Linked DNA regions of Mus musculus: regions 1 and 2 are each linked to region 3. A link is a contact called in public HiChIP or PLAC-seq and Micro-C data. All regions are on one chromosome and are shown on one strand. The core of a region is the stretch at or near the end of the contact, and the rest is flanking DNA. Distances in the headings are between cores, read along the strand shown.

Evidence for each region. Hi-C and Micro-C count contacts between places; a contact is called where the count stands out from the background. HiChIP or PLAC-seq counts read pairs in DNA pulled down with a chosen protein or histone mark.
Region 1: a contact with region 3 is called in an H3K4me3 HiChIP or PLAC-seq map of bone marrow-derived macrophages, with 4 times the contacts expected there. The contact joins the enhancer-like site here to the promoter of Tmco4 in region 3. A contact is called at or near these places in 10 of 39 promoter capture datasets (the 3T3-L1 cell line, the C10 cell line, the HPC-7 cell line and 7 more), 1 of 484 Hi-C or Micro-C datasets (CD8 T cells), 6 of 115 datasets of contacts at active chromatin or transcription factors (bone marrow-derived dendritic cells, bone marrow-derived macrophages, effector CD8 T cells and 2 more) and 1 of 9 other capture datasets (adipose tissue).
Region 2: a contact with region 3 is called in a Micro-C map of embryonic stem cells, with 2.3 times the contacts expected there. The contact joins the enhancer-like site here to the promoter of Tmco4 in region 3. A contact is called at or near these places in 1 of 39 promoter capture datasets (the C10 cell line), 4 of 484 Hi-C or Micro-C datasets (embryonic stem cells, muscle stem cells, myocytes and 1 more), 2 of 115 datasets of contacts at active chromatin or transcription factors (effector CD8 T cells and memory CD8 T cells) and 3 of 9 other capture datasets (adipose tissue, liver and pancreatic islet).

The regions. Positions count from the first base shown.
Region 1 is chr4:139,327,954-139,332,734 of GRCm38.p6, forward strand. No RefSeq gene overlaps it. Among named protein-coding and RNA genes, the nearest start is that of Akr7a5, 20 kb to the left of the region's middle. Within about 2 kb of position 2,873, at least 63 of the 459 cell types and tissues checked have an H3K27ac peak or open chromatin away from gene starts, as enhancers often do. A contact at or near this core is called in CD8 T cells, adipose tissue, bone marrow-derived macrophages and 2 more, where this site is marked.
Region 2 is chr4:139,228,869-139,233,946 of GRCm38.p6, forward strand. The region is part of intron 1 of Capzb (capping protein (actin filament) muscle Z-line, beta); the gene reads left to right. Among named protein-coding and RNA genes, the nearest start is that of Capzb, 39 kb to the left of the region's middle. Within about 2 kb of position 3,818, at least 131 of the 459 cell types and tissues checked have an H3K27ac peak or open chromatin away from gene starts, as enhancers often do. A contact at or near this core is called in embryonic stem cells, liver, muscle stem cells and 2 more, where this site is marked.
Region 3 is chr4:138,970,701-138,975,580 of GRCm38.p6, forward strand. Tmco4 (transmembrane and coiled-coil domains 4) reads left to right here and starts at 2,205. Exons shown (of 17, transcript NM_029857.3): 1 at 2,205-2,587.

The sequences.
Region 1 (4,781 bases), core at 1,623-4,122, 360 kb after region 3:
GACACACATACTCCAACAGGACTACATCTTCTAATAGTGCCACTTCGTGGGCTGAGCATATGCAAACCATAGCAGCTAGCATCAGTGAATAGGGAGGGGTCATGAAAATTTGGTAACAATAAAAGATTTTTGAACACGCAATGGTCTATCATTAATTCATAGTTAATCAAAGACATTTGTGACAGTATTCTATTTTAACATCCTCTGGCAGGCTTGGCTGGGAACACACCGTATCGCTGACATTCAGCATGACCAATGCCCAGGACACATCACCTCTCTTTCTACTCTGTGTGGTTTTCTTCCTCTTACAGAATGCAATGGTTAGAGAACAAGAAAACAAAGATGTCCTCCTGTCTCTCAACACTGAGATAGCATTGGGTTATTTTAGAATCTCTGGTTTTAAAAGTTACTAAGTGATGGTTAGGAAAGCATACTTTCCCTCCTCCTCCTCCTCCTCCTCCTCCTCCTCCTCCTCCTCCTCCTCCTCCTCTTCTTCTTCTTCTTCTTCTTCTTCTTCCTCTTCTTCTTCAGCAAAGTCTCTATGCAGACATGACTGGCCTAGGATTCACTGTGTAGACCAGGGTGGTCTTGAACTCACAGAGACCAACCTGTCTCCATCTCATGAGTGCTAGGATTACAGGTGTTTGCCACCACTCCATGCCAAACTCAATTTTGGGTGCTGCTTAGAAGAATACTCCATGTAAGAGGCTGGGCACAAGGCTCCCAACCTGAAAGCCACAGCCCCAGAGGCAGAAGCAGGTGGGTCTCTGTACATTTGAGGCTAGCCTGATCTACATAGTGAGTTCCAAGGCAGCCATAACTACATAGAGAGAGCTTGTCTTTTTTTTTTAAGATTTATTTATTTATTTATTATATGTAAGTACACTGTAGCTGTCTTCAGACACACCAGAAGAGGACATCAGATCTCATTACAGATGGTTGTGAGCCACCATGTGGTTGCTGGGATTTGAACTCAGGACCTTTGGAAGAGCAGTCAGTGCTCTTAACCGCTGAGCCATCTCACCAGCCCCGAGAGCTTGTCTTACTATAACAACAACAACAACAACAACAACAACAACAACAATAATAATAGTGATAAGATACAGACAACCAGGATGATTAAGCCAATTTAAAGTATATGAGTCCTTTACTGGCCAGTGACCAAAAAGGGGTTTATGTCTCAGAGTCTCTTGTGCAAAAGTTTGGAGGCACAATGATGTTTTTAAAGGCAAACCCCACAAAGACTATAATTTACTTAGGAGTTCAATAAGGGTCAGAGTAACCTTGAAACACTCATTTCAGGAAGACCATAGTAACTTTTTTTCATATTATTTCAGACATTAAGTGACTGTTGTTGTTGTTGTTGTTGTTGTTGCTGTGGTTGTTGTTATTGTTTTACTTATAACTTCCTGAGTTAATGTTAAGTTTCAGAAAATAATTATTTTGATCAATACATCTGGACTATGGTCAATGTCATAGAAAGTCCAAATGTGTTGCTAGGCAACATCACTATTAAGCAGGTAGAGGGTGAGAACCTTCTAAACCTTAGGTTCTCGTGGATCACCACCCCTTTGGGGATGTTAAAGGACCTTTCACAGAGGTCACATATAGATATCCTGCATATCAGATATTTGCATTATATTCAGTAGCAAAATTACAGTTATGGAGTAGCAACAAAAATAAATTGAGGGTTGGGGTCACCACAACATTAGGAAGGGTGAGGACCACTGGTCTAAGCAAACACAAAATGGAATCAGGAAAAGAGGGTGTTACCTTACTCACTGGGTCCTTAACCCAGGACTAGGCAAGCATCCAATCAGCTAAGCTATAATCCAAACCCTATTTTGACATTTGAAACAGTCTTGTTCTATGGGCTTGGCAGACCTGTTGTTCCTATGTTGTCCAGGACAGCCTTGAACTTGCGTTGATTCTCCTGCCCCTGTTTCTGGAGTGCCGGAATCACAGGGGTAGACCACCACACCATGTGCTATTTGGTCGGTGCTGGTCTACTGCTTGCTATATAATCCCGCTGACTTTTGACTGCTGGCAAACTTCCTGCCTCAGCCTCCAGAGTGCAGGGATTACAAGCAAGAACGGCCGCCCTGACTTCAACTGTCTTTTTAAAGGGTTATGGTGAGAAAATCTTGTCCATTTATCCCCACGTCCCAATTTGTTACAGTCTTCATTTGGTGTAAATTCTAAGTCCCTACTGCATAAATGTTCTCAAAGATGCCTGGAGTGAACATTTGCTACTTGAGATTCGCTCCACCCTCGATTCTCTGAACAGTCTAAACTGCCTGAGAGTTTGAGGGAAACTTCTCCTGGATTAGTAAATCAGGGCTGACAGACCTTCTTTGCTGTCCTTCCACAGGGACCCTTACTAGAGCTCCCAGCAAACCTCAATTCATTGACAGCTCCCCCGCCAAAAAAACAAAAACAAAAACAAAACAAAAAACAAGCTGGGCATGGTGGCGCATGCCTTTAATCCCAGCACTCGGGAGGCAGAGGCAGGCGGATTTCTGAGTTCGAGGCCAGCCTGGTCTACAGAGTGAGTTCCAGGACAGCCAGAGCTACACAGAGAAACCCTGTCTCAAAAAAAAAACAAAAAACAAAAAAACAAAACAAAAAAACAGAGACAGCTCTCCAGGATTCACCCACCTGCTAAACTCCTTCTAGGAGGGTACAGAGAGCCCAGGGCAGCTCATGAATGGGCCAGAGAGAGGCAGGAAGCTAGAGGTGTCTGCAACTTCCGACCTAGCTCATGAGACCTGCCACTGACCTCCAGGTGGCACTGTTGTAGAGTTCTCAGCTCTACAGAAGTTTTGTGCACAGGCCCACACTTTCCTGCCCTTTCTCCGCTAGCCCCGCCTCCTGTGGGAGTGGTCACGGAAGGCTATTTTATGCAGAGACGATCCAAGGTGTCCTGGGGTTTGAGCTGGGCTGCAGCAGCTCCAAAGGTAACGGTCTTGCCTATCACCCACCCGCAATGAGCAGAGTTGATTCTTCCCCGGTACAGCTTCTTCCGGCTCCTGGGGCTGTGATCGCACCTTGTCCTCCCAAGAGCTCCGAGAACCACAAGCTCCTCAGGCTGACTTTACACAACTCTGCGGTTTCCACCCTTCCAGAAAAGTGGCCCAGGACCCTCTCACAATAGACCAACCCTGGCTCCGCCAAATTCCATGTGGCCAGCCTATGTCTAGGGCATTGAGAACACTGGGAATCTCGAACTGTGTAGACTCTCCCGAACTAGTGCCTAGCAGGTGCGTGCCTCTGAACCCTCATCTGATGGGTTTCCTGTTTTGCAGTCAGCAGAACCCCAGAAAGACTTTGGACCAAGCAGTCGATCTGCCTTCTTATTGCAGCCGGGCTCAGGGTCTTGGATTTTTCTCCCAAGTTCTGGGTGCCTGTTGGTTTAGCAGTGGTTTCAGCTTCACCAAGGAGTATCCCCACAACTGGCATTGGAAGTGGGATGATGTAGCCTATGGGAGTCTCTTCATCTGCCACGACTGGCCTAGTAACGGTGCTTGAGAGACAAGAAGGGAATTTGGTTCAACACAGCAGTAACAGACATTGTTGCTTTAAATGTTGCCAGTCATACTTGGAGTTGTTTGTTTTAGGCATATTTAAGCACCGTTTGGTTAAAACTTTCCTACTGACCTCTCAAACTCCACCTTAGGGAGAGGCAGCCTTGTACAGGAATAAAAAGCTTGCTTTACTAATTAGTTGCTTTAATACACTTGGCCCTGATGACTTTGGTCCTTCTCTTCCATCTTTGGGATTAATAAAACAACTTGCAGGAACCAGGTGAGTCCTTTCACCTTGTGGGCTCTGACCTAGTGAGTGGGTCATGTTTGGCAGCAAGCATGCCCGGTACCTGAGGAACCCAGAAAAGGGTGTCAGATCCTCTTAAGTCTGGAGTGCCAGATGGCTGGGAGCTACCATGTGGGTACTGGGATCGAACCCAGGTCCTCTAGAAGAGCAGCTAGTGCTTGTAACCACTAAACCATACCTCCAGCTCCATAATGTAATGTTCTTAAAGAAGGAAAACGTCCACATTAATAGTTCTTTAAACCTACTCCCTTCTAGGTTCCTAGTGATCCCCTGACAGCCTTTGGACTGCTAGCAAGACTTTCTAAGTGTAGGAAGTTCCTCTCATCCATCTGTCCATTCGTTTATCCATCCATCTATCCATCCATCCATCCACCCACCCACTGATCCATCTGTCCATTCATCCATGCATCCATCCATCTATCATTCAACCATTCACCTGGGCTTCTCAGCAGGGGGAGAGAGAGGAGTAGGGACTCACACTGACAGCCCAGCCCTAGCTCGTTTTCACGAACAGAGTCTGTAGTTGGCCCCGACTTTCCTCTTCACAGGCCCTTAGCGAAGCCTTCCTGTCTCTGTCCCCAGTTCCTTTGGCACCTTCCTCCCCCTGTGATCAGAACTGCCCATCATCCATAGTGCACTCAGCGTCGTCTTTCAAAACACCTTATGGTGACCATAGAGCTCTGGACTACAGCCCCCAGTCTAAAGTCAAGACTTCTCCACGTGGGGTTCCCTCAGGGCCGCTTTGCTTGTGGTCTGTGGCCTTTTCTCTTTTCCTGTGTCCTCTGCCCCAGACCCAATGCTCTGGTACCTGGGGTGGCAGGTGTGGCTCCACACAGGGCCTTCTGCTCATGGATATTAAAGCCAGTGTACCTCCTGTGTCTTGCTGTTCAGTTATCCCCTGTGTCATTGTCCACTAACTACTTATGCTGTCCATTGTCAGCTCAGCCTGA
Region 2 (5,078 bases), core at 2,568-5,067, 260 kb after region 3:
TGGAGAGAATGCTTTGGTTTCATGAAGAACCAAAATGATTAGCTTTGCGACTGGTTGTTCAAGCCCTTGTTGGAGACTCTTGTATGCCTTCAGGTAATGTTAACTGATAAGCAGAGGGCAGGCGGGGCTTTAGAAACTCTGGAGCCTGGCACCAGGACCGAGAATCAGCTGTCTTTGTGAAGCCTGCTTCTCCTTGGACACAGTTTGAGATGATGTGGGTTTCTTTACAGGTGCTTCTTAGCCTTCCAGGAACCTTGCACTGGAGATAGCATGGCTAGTTGTGTTTAACCGATGAAAGAATTAAGAATTAGGAAGGTGACAGACTTGTCCAGACCCCACTGCTAGGATATGGCAAGTATAAGCTTGACACCCTTTTCTGTCTTACTTCTGATTTGCCAGGCTACCTTAGGTCTTGTACAGTGAAGGCAGGAAGTGTCTTTTTTGGGTGTGGGTAGGGTCATCTCTTTGTCCTGTAGGTCATGATATAAACCAGAAGAGAGGAGTACTATGAGGTCTTAGTTTAAATTTGCAAGCACGTTACGTTTCAGCAAGTATTGCATCATAGGTACCCAAAAGCAGAGTGGCTTTGTTGATACAGTGGAGGGGTGTGGGAACAGGTTCTTGCAGGATCCTATTGTCTGCTGTTCTGTACCTGTGTTGAGTGTGGCACCTAGCCTTTGAGTGGGGAAAAGCAGACAGCAATGCTCAGAAGTTAGGTACAGTTTTCCTTTAAACGGGCCTGGAAGTAGGAGAAACCAAGAGCAGAGGTGCTCGGAATGTCCGTCAGTGTTCCACAGCACAGTGGGCAACTACAGTTAACTGTGTACTCAAAGTAGCTGCTAGAAAGGATTCCGAATGGCCCTGCGCAAAGACATGCATGGCAGGCTGCATAGGGGGGCCTCGATCTGATCAGTACACGGCATGTACGTGTGTGCAAGTGTGGGTGTGAGTTAAAAGTTTTAAAATGTTTTAAAATAGCCGTGAGTTCTTGTTTTTCTTTTTGCTGTGCTGGGACTTGAACCCAGGGCTTCATGTGGTCTGAGAAAGCAGCTTACCTCTGAGTGCTTATGTGATGCACAAGTATTGTGTTTCTTTCAAGCCTTCCTTTAGGCCTAAATCAAGAAACAGCCCTGTTCTCCTTGTAAGTAAAATGCTTGGGGTTGATGGAGACCTCCCCGCCCCCCCCCCCCATTCTTCATATATTGCTGCTTTGGGAGTATTTGTGCTGTTGGCTGATGGGAACTGATCTGTCATATTCCCACCCCCACCTTTGAACTCGGTACAAGTACTTTATTGGGGTAAATATTATGTACAATGTATTATGTTAAAAAATATCCAAATACTACGAATTGCATCCAGGCTAGCTCATGGATGTGTTTAAGAGCAGGTTCTTGTCAGTCGGCTGCCGCTGCTACAAAAGGAGTTGACTTCTCTCAGCCAGTGCACGTGCGGACTGTTGTCCAAACAATTTTCTTCCAGGTTTGGAATACAGGGACACTCTGGATTAATTGCCTAGCCTTTGCGCAGAGTCCGTTTGAGTTTCCCGTACCATAGAAGTGGATGTGCACAGCACACATGCCATCTATTGAAGACATCTTGGGATTGCCCCTAATTATGTGTCTAGCTGCCAGTTGACAAAGTGGAGGGATTAGTCGCTGGTTACATGAAACCAGCCAGGATCGTACAGAGGCAGAAGCTAGAGACATCTGCGAACCATTAATGAACAGACCATAGGTGATGGCGCCCTGTGGACTCTTCTAAAGGGGCCAGGAAACCCTCATCCAGAGACACAGTTTCCAAAACGCTTTAGTGTTTTTAAGAAATCACCTGTCAGTGGTGTGTGAGACTGTGGTTGTAATCTAAGGAGACAGATTGGTGGTGGAATTGCCCCCCCCCTCCCAGGAGAAGACCTTCACTGTTGCTAATTAATTCTCTGTGCCAGCAGGCTGCTACAGGAAGTGACTATTAGACTGGATACTGTTGGTTAGTGGTCTTGGGCGTGGAGGCCAGTCTGTCTCAGTGTCACAGTGCTCTGGCTCCAGGCCAAGAGGCCTGAGTTTCCTGACTGCCTTCACTCACCTGTGAAGCCGGCACCCTTTCCCCAGGACATGAGCCTGAGTGCTCAGTGCTCCTCAGTGCTCAGTACTCCTCAGTGCTCAGTGCTCAGCAGCAGAGGCAACGCTACTTACTTCCCTTTTCTTTTGGAATTGGTTTGCTCATTGAGTTGGCCTTTTTTGTTTTGTTTTGTTTTGAATTTTAAGACAAAGTTTCTCTGTGTCCTGGAACTCACTCTGTAGACCAGGCTGTCTTGGAACTCATGGAGTGTTTCTGCCTCCTGGAGATGCCGGAAACCTGTTCCTTTCAGAGAACTCTGCCTTTCCACCAGCCTCACAGAGTGAATTCCAGGCTCCACGGAGAAATGACCCTGAGTTTTGCAGGTGGGAGCTGACGCTGCAGACAGACGCACAGCTGAGGGTGACTCGCTCGGAGGCTTTGGTTCCCACGGGCTGTGTCAGGGAAAGTCAGTCCATCCATCTATGGTGGCTAGAGAGCTAGACAGGAGCTGCGTGCAGGTTGCTAAGTTTCCTCTGGGAGAAGCACATGGAAATTCCCACTGTTGGGTCACATGTCTAGGCATCATGGGACTCTTCTAAGCCTGTCACATTGGTGTGGTTTTGATAACCTCAGGTGGGTTTGGAGACATCAGGAAATAGGGAGATGGTTCAAGTAGTTGGCTGTTCTCAGCTGCAACCTCTGTGGGACATTGGATGAGAAGGCATCAGAGAGCAGGCTGCAAGGTGCTCCGGGAGGACCTCTTGACAGCACCTGTGGACTTAGTCTGTCCTTGTCCTTCTGTCCCTCATCTCACTGCAGCGTTAGGGAACCATTGCCCGATGGCACACAGTAAGGGGGTTGTGTGCAGCAGATGTTGGCTTTCAAGTCTATCCTCCTTAGTTGATGCAGAGTGACTTGGCACCTGAAGTGACACCCCTGCTTCCTAGAGACCGTTGGCAGCCCACATGGAAAGCCTGTGTCAAGTTAGACAGGAACCAGGAAGAATGGGCCCTGGACTGCCCAGAGCGTGTCCTGGCAGAGAAGCCATGTCCTTATGCCTCGCTAAGAGTTCTGCAGTGTGAGAAGGAGGCACTGTCAAAATGGCATTGCTTCTGCATCATGCTGCTTGCTTTAAAGGGTTCGTTCTTTCTAGAGCCAAGGTAAAGCAGGGAATTATTTCTTGCACATGAGGTGGCAGGCCATTCAGGGACCTGAGCTCCTTTCTTCCTGAGAGATTACCATCTTCTAGAGACATCTGCATGATCCAAGACAGTGCTAAATGGTTCCTGGTGTGTCACATGATGTTGATTTAGTCTGTTTCAAAAGATGTCACTGACCCATCCATGACAAGTTTCAGGGACCTTCTGCCCAAGTAGATGTTGTTTTGTTTCCTCAGTAGATTTTCCATGGAAACAAATGCCACCCTGAGGATTCACTGTGTCTGGGCCACTGTCATCAGTGTGCCTCCCAGGGACAGTTATTCAGTAGAAAAATCACTTTTCATTTTATTCAACCAAAATGCGCGTTTTTCCTGAGTGACCTGACATGGAGGCTGGGTTTGCCCTTCATTCTCTCCCAAATAGCCCCCAGCACAAACTGTTCTGTGTTCCAAGGCAAAAAACAGATTCTGCTAAACAATGCTTGTTGGGTCACAAGACCATCCTGGAGGCCAGTCCTGGTCAAGTGGGACACCACAAGTCTGTGGTGAGTCAGCCCAGCCTCCAGGCGCCAGCAGCTCACCCTGTGCAGTCTGAAGTGAGTATTCACTAAACCCCTCTGGAATGTAAACTAGCTCTGCGGGCTCTGTTTATATGCAGATGCCACCAGAGTCCAGATCTGCCCAACCAGTCAGGAGAACCAGGCCCCACTTCCGCCTGGAAGTCCTAGTAGTGTGGGCTCCTGGTTCTCCCTGGAGTTAGATACACCATGTTTCAAAGGATGCCCAGACTGCATGCACTCTGAGCTTTTCAACTCCCCTCCTGTCTGTTCTGCCCATTAACTACTGACTCTGCAGCCTTCTGAGCATGCCCGAGAAGGTCCCTTGATGGTCTCTTCTGCCCAAGGCTCATCTAGTGAGACTGCCCCCCAGTGGTCATTGCAAGAAACTGTGTGCTACTGCCATCCAACAAGGTTACCCAAGATTCCCTAGTGTCTCCAAAGTTCCTCCAGAGTGGCTTCTGTGGTCATCGGCTTAGGGACACCCTGGCCCGGCTTGGGGACACCCTGGCCAGGCCATTCTGACTCAGGGGCATGTATTGGTGTCGTCAGCGGAAGCCAGACGTACTGCCAGGGCTTAGGGGCCTATCTGTCTTAGAAGGTCTGAGCTGCTTTTCCTGTGGAGAGAAGCTGCCAGTCTCATCTATCCTCAGAAGTCACTCAAGGTCAGGCTTGCTGTAGGATTGCCAAAGTAGTCACAAGACGTACCCCACTTCTGAGAAGAAAGGGCTGTGGACACATGTGAGTCCAGTGGCAGAGAGAGACTGACCAGGCGTGCTGGATAGGGCAGAGTGCCGAGTTAGGGCTGGCTTTGGGAAATCAGTCTCCTGTGATACAGGTCGGTGCCATCCCTCTGAGCTCTTCCTACACAGGGCAGTGGATTTTACAGAGTCCAGAGAAGACAGCACACAACCACATGCCTTCCCCCTGACAAGAGACAAGAGCCACAGTGATGGGGTGATGGGGCTCTAAGCCTGGTCCACGCTAAGTGAGCTGCCTGTGAGTACCGGTCACTCATTACAAGGCCCAGTCACCTCCTACTCGAGACCAGCGCTCATCCCATCTCTGTGCTGTGCTGGCCCTCAAGGCGCAGCATACGGTCTCATCATCAGCCCTTCTCTTCCTTTTAGACTGTGGAGGTGCACTGTGACCCTGCAGGGCCCCTAAGGGATGCCTCAGGTACAGACTCACACACACACACACACACACACACACACACACTCACATGTCCCTGGGAGTCCTTTGGCTATAGTAGTCCTCTGAGCTTTCTGTCCAGCTTTATCATTGCTGGGGGAGTGTGTGTGTGC
Region 3 (4,880 bases), core at 955-3,454:
GCTGCAGGGGGATGTGAGTGGAAAGGACAGGCAAGAGGCCTCGAGTGCAGGGCCAGGCTCTGGTCCACACTGAAGGTCTGAACCTTCTTTCATCCCCTTGGAAATGAGAGGGTAGCTCTAGGTTCATGGAGAGACCCTGCCTTGAAGGAAAAAGTGGAAAGTGACAGAACTGGATACCTGATATCCTCCTCTGACCTAAAAAGAGGGACGGGGCTATACTTCCAAAGTTCAACACTCATTCCAGATCCTGGGGCCAACCTCCAATAAAGACAAGAGAACCTTTGACATCCCTCCCGTAATATGATACATTTTAAAAGTCTGAGACAAATACCCTGGTGATACAAAATTCATTATTAGCTAGTACATAGCCACATGTTAAAAGGCCTTAAATCACTCAGGGAGAACACTATCCTCACTTCTTTCTGTGGAGAGGCCCGTTTGCTGCCCTCAGACTCTAAAAGCAGGGCCCGCAGGGCCCACTCCTTCATTATGGATGTCAAGGGAAGGAACCTGCCAGGCCAGGGCCCTGCCACCGAGCTGTAGCCTTCCTCGCCTTTTTATTTTTGAGACATGGTCTCACTAAATTACCTAGGATGACCTTTGACTCATTGTAAAGCCCCCAGAAGGCCTCAAGCCTGTGATCCCCCTGCCTCAGCCTTGGCACCACGCTGCAACAAGGAGCTGTGGTTTCACCATCAGGCCCTGCTGATCCTTTTAAACAAAGGCAAAGCAGGGCTTAGCTCAGAGGCAACCTGTAACTACAGTAAGGATGCAAGCTGTCACTTGCTTAGCAAACGTGTGTGACAAGGGCTTTAGAGCGACCAGCGGACAGGAGAGTTTCAGAAATAGTGCAGAGTCCTCAGCAAAAATCCATGTGACCTTTGCCTTACTTTCCAATCTTAACACTGATACATTGGACAAGATTTTTTTAAAAAATCAATATTGATATGTGGCTATGGACTAAAAGCAGAGGAGTCACTCGCAGTGTTCTCCCTGCGTCTTTACTGTCCCCAAACCCCACCTAAGCGATCACTTTGTTTTGAGTATGTCTTCTTTTCTAAAACTATTTTCCATATTGATTTTCTTTATCCATTGTGATTCTGTTTTCCATTAGAGAATGACCGTTTTTTTTTAACTTTCAGAGTTACATTTATTTTTTTTTAATATCAAGAACTTACTAAAATCAACTTATGCTGAAATTAAAAAAAAAAAAAAAACGGCAGCTGTCTCACATCTGAAAGGCTAAGGTAGTTAGTTGCTCAGGCTGAGGCTGGCTACTTCAGCTCAGGACCGCTTCTTAATCGGTGGCCTCTGGTCACTCCAATCCTCCATTCCTCATAGACAACAATAGGATCTTTTAAAATTCCATGATATTTGCGGGGGGCGGGGGGAGCGTGCCACCTTGGTATGGTTATTTCCCCAACTTAGTGATGCCCAGAATCTCAGCTAGAATCCTTCAACCCTCCACAACTGTCCTTTTTTGACCTACAATAACCTCCTAGCTCTTCTAGGTCCTGATTGGCCGATAGAGAGATCAGGTGATGGAGGCCCTCTAGCGTTCCAGTCGGATCCTGAGTCATAAGGCTCCCTGCTGGAATGCCGCACGTCTCATCTGTCCGCTCGAGAACTTTTTCCATTTCCAACTCCAGCCTATCTTCTCCAGGGGAAAGAGCAACGACGTCAGAGGTCATGGTGACTCAGATTCCAGCCCTGACCAGGATGGCCACCTACTTCCTCACCTGTAGATTAGGTGTGATGAAATTTCACAGGTTGCCTGGGCAACCAAGAGCCGGCTCCCAAATGAGGAGAGCGGAGGATGAGGCATGGGAGACAACCCCCCCTTCCATTCTTGGGGTCTTTAAGTTCTAGTGTGGGATACCCAGATTATAAATTGGCAAACAGGAAAACAATCAACTTCAGTGTTAAATACTACGATTAAAATATGGGCCCGAAGGCCTGGTGTGCTAATCCATAACCTTGCTGGCACGTAGTAGGTGCTCAGCAAATACTTGTTCAAAGACTAGAGCTGAGTGGGTGGCTAGTCTAACAGGAATGGAACCCCAAAACGGAGGCCCGTGGGACGGAAGAGCCACGGGTGCAACGACTGGCGAGCATTAGAGAAAGTGAAAGAACGATCAGAAGGCGTGGGTGTTGCAAATTTCACCGAGCAGTGTGCACAGGAGGGGGAGGCACCTTCTGGGACAGGCTCTTTTCAAGTGTGGCGGCAAAATTTGGAAGCTTCCCCTTCAAGTGTCTGCTCGAACTCCCCTCATGCCAGCCCAGCCCCTGGTGAGCACTCTCTGCAGACCCCTCCTGTGCCCCGCGCTCTCGCTTCCTGGGGAGCGGGAGACACAGAAGTGCGGGTCCCGTCCCAAGGCCAGCACCCGGGCGATGGCTTTGGTGGCTTAGGTGGCGGTGCGCCCGGCCCAGCCCGGAAGGCCCGGGCCCTAGGGCTGCGCAGGCGGGACCGGCCCGGGCCGGTGTGGGGCGGCTGGGCCAGGGAGAGAACAGGCGGGGAGCGCCAGGGCGGGAGCTGCGGGGCTGCCAGAAGTTCTGCCGTCGTCCCATCCGTCGCTGCCGCCTCCAGGTAAGCCCGCGGGGAGCCCCGATCGTCCCCACGCCGCCTCCACTGCGCTTCCGAACCCGGAAGTGCTCTCGGGACTCCTGAGTAGCTGGAGGGGAAACTGATGCCAACGAGCATGCCAGCGGCCCCCGCCTGCCAGCACAGCCCAGGGCACCGGTCGCTGGGTTTGAAGGGAAGAAAGGACCTTGCTCAAGGTCACGCAGGGTCACTGGACGCCCCCTGCGTACTGGGAGCTCCAGGCACCCACTCCCACCCTCTGTGTCTCCAGACTCAGTTCCCCGAGGCCTGGGAAGCCCTAGAGTCCCGGAAAGGCCCGGCCCCTTCCTGCTGTGACGGGGGCGTGGCTTCTCGCCCCGCTGCGGGTTTTTACAGAGTAGGGGACATTTCACATTACAGGTTTTTACATCCGGGAAAACTGAGTCTGGGAACAATGGGATGATTTTGGCCAGGACCAGGCAGTCAGAGCAAAGAGGTTAACTAGGGTGAGCTGACTTCAGAGTTTGACCCAGTGTTAGGTTCAAAACTGGCCTCCATGATGTCCTTGTCCTTGCCAGGGGTGACCCAGAGTAGAAGCTGGGGCTGGCTAAATCTGCAGGTTTGATCCTGAGGCCACTGCTGCCTTCAAGTAGGAGGGAACACACCCCTGTAGGGCTTCCCAGGACGCCACTCACGGGGTATATTTATTGAGCACCTACTATGTGTCATCGTGTAGGCTCTGAAGACACAGTAGTGAAGACTCCTCAGGGTGAATCAGCTAGGCAGAAAGACAAGGCCACCAAAATCCCCAATTACCCAGTATGTTTGAGAAGTCAGGAAGGAACCCAGGGCCCCATCCTCCTAGTTAGAACCCTACCAAACCGCCTGAACCTCTGGGCATCACCGAAGATGCTGCTTCCAGCCTCAGTTTCCCACTCCCCTGGACTTAAAAGATGCCCTCAAGGAACTTGAGCCTGGCTCTGCCACTTCCTCTCTGTGTCACCTTGGGTGTCACCCTGAACCTTCATTTCCTTATAACACAAGAGGATCATGGATTATAATTCTTCCCAGTGCTGAAGATCGTGTCAGGATGCTTCATGAATTGGAAAGCACAGTACCCAAATCAAAAGTAAATTAAAGCCAGGCATGGCGATGGTGGCATAGACCTTTAATCCTGGTGCTTGGGATTTAATCTCAAACTGTGAGTTCGAGACTGACTTGGTCTACATAGTGAGTTCCAGGGGACAATGAGGGCTATGTAGAGAAACTGTCTTTAAATTAGATAGATAGATAGATAGATAGATAGATAGATAGATAGATAGATAGATAGATAGATAGATAGATAGATAGAGATAGAGATATATACACCTTTAATCCCAGCACTTGGGAGGCAGAGGCAGGCAGATCTCTGTGAGTTTGAGGCTAGCCTGGTCTAGAGTGAGTTCCAGGACAGATGGGGCTCAAAGAAACCCTGTTTTGAAAACAAAACACGGGGCTGGAGAGATGGCTCAGCGGTTAAGAACACTGGCTGTTCTTCTAGAGGACCTGGGTTCAATTCCCCCACATGGCAGCTCACAACTGGCTGTGATACCTGCCCCAGGGGATCTGACATCCCCCCCCCACATCCCCCCCCACAAATATACATGTAGTCAAATCACCAAAATACATAAAATTAAAAATAAATAAATAAAAATTTATTTGCTTGGGATGCTGAAGACAAAACTCAGGCTTTTTTTTTTTTTTTTACAAAAACCACTGAGCTATGCCTCAAACGAGCAGAGATGCCTGCCTTTTCTTTCTTTCTTTCTTTCTTTCTTTCTTTCTTTCTTTCTTTCTTTCTTTCTTTCTTTCTTTTCTTTCTTTCTTTCTTTCTTTCTTTCTTTCTTTCTTTCTTTTCTGAGACAGGGTTTCTCTGTGTAGCCCTGGCTGTCCTAGAACTCACTCTGTAGACCAGGCTGGCCTCAGAGATCCACTTGCCTCTGCCTTTCAAGTGCACAACCATTGCCTGCCTCAGAGATGCATTTCCTCACAGGTCTAGTGACTTGACAGCCTGTTCTCCTCAGTAGAGAAACCTTAGCCACACACAGAGCTGGGGTGGCCGACTTCCAGGTGAGGAGGCTGAGGCTCCCTCCAGGGCTGGAAACATAACACCCACCTCACACCCAGCATTTCCTGTTTGTTTTCCTCCAGACTCTCACAGGCTCAGACAGTCAGGGTGTATTCCTCAGCTTCCTGAAAGGCCCCCAGCAAGCTGTGACCTCTCGGGAACACCTTGACTTCTTTTACAAAACACCAGTCTGCAAGCTTGACACGGGACTGA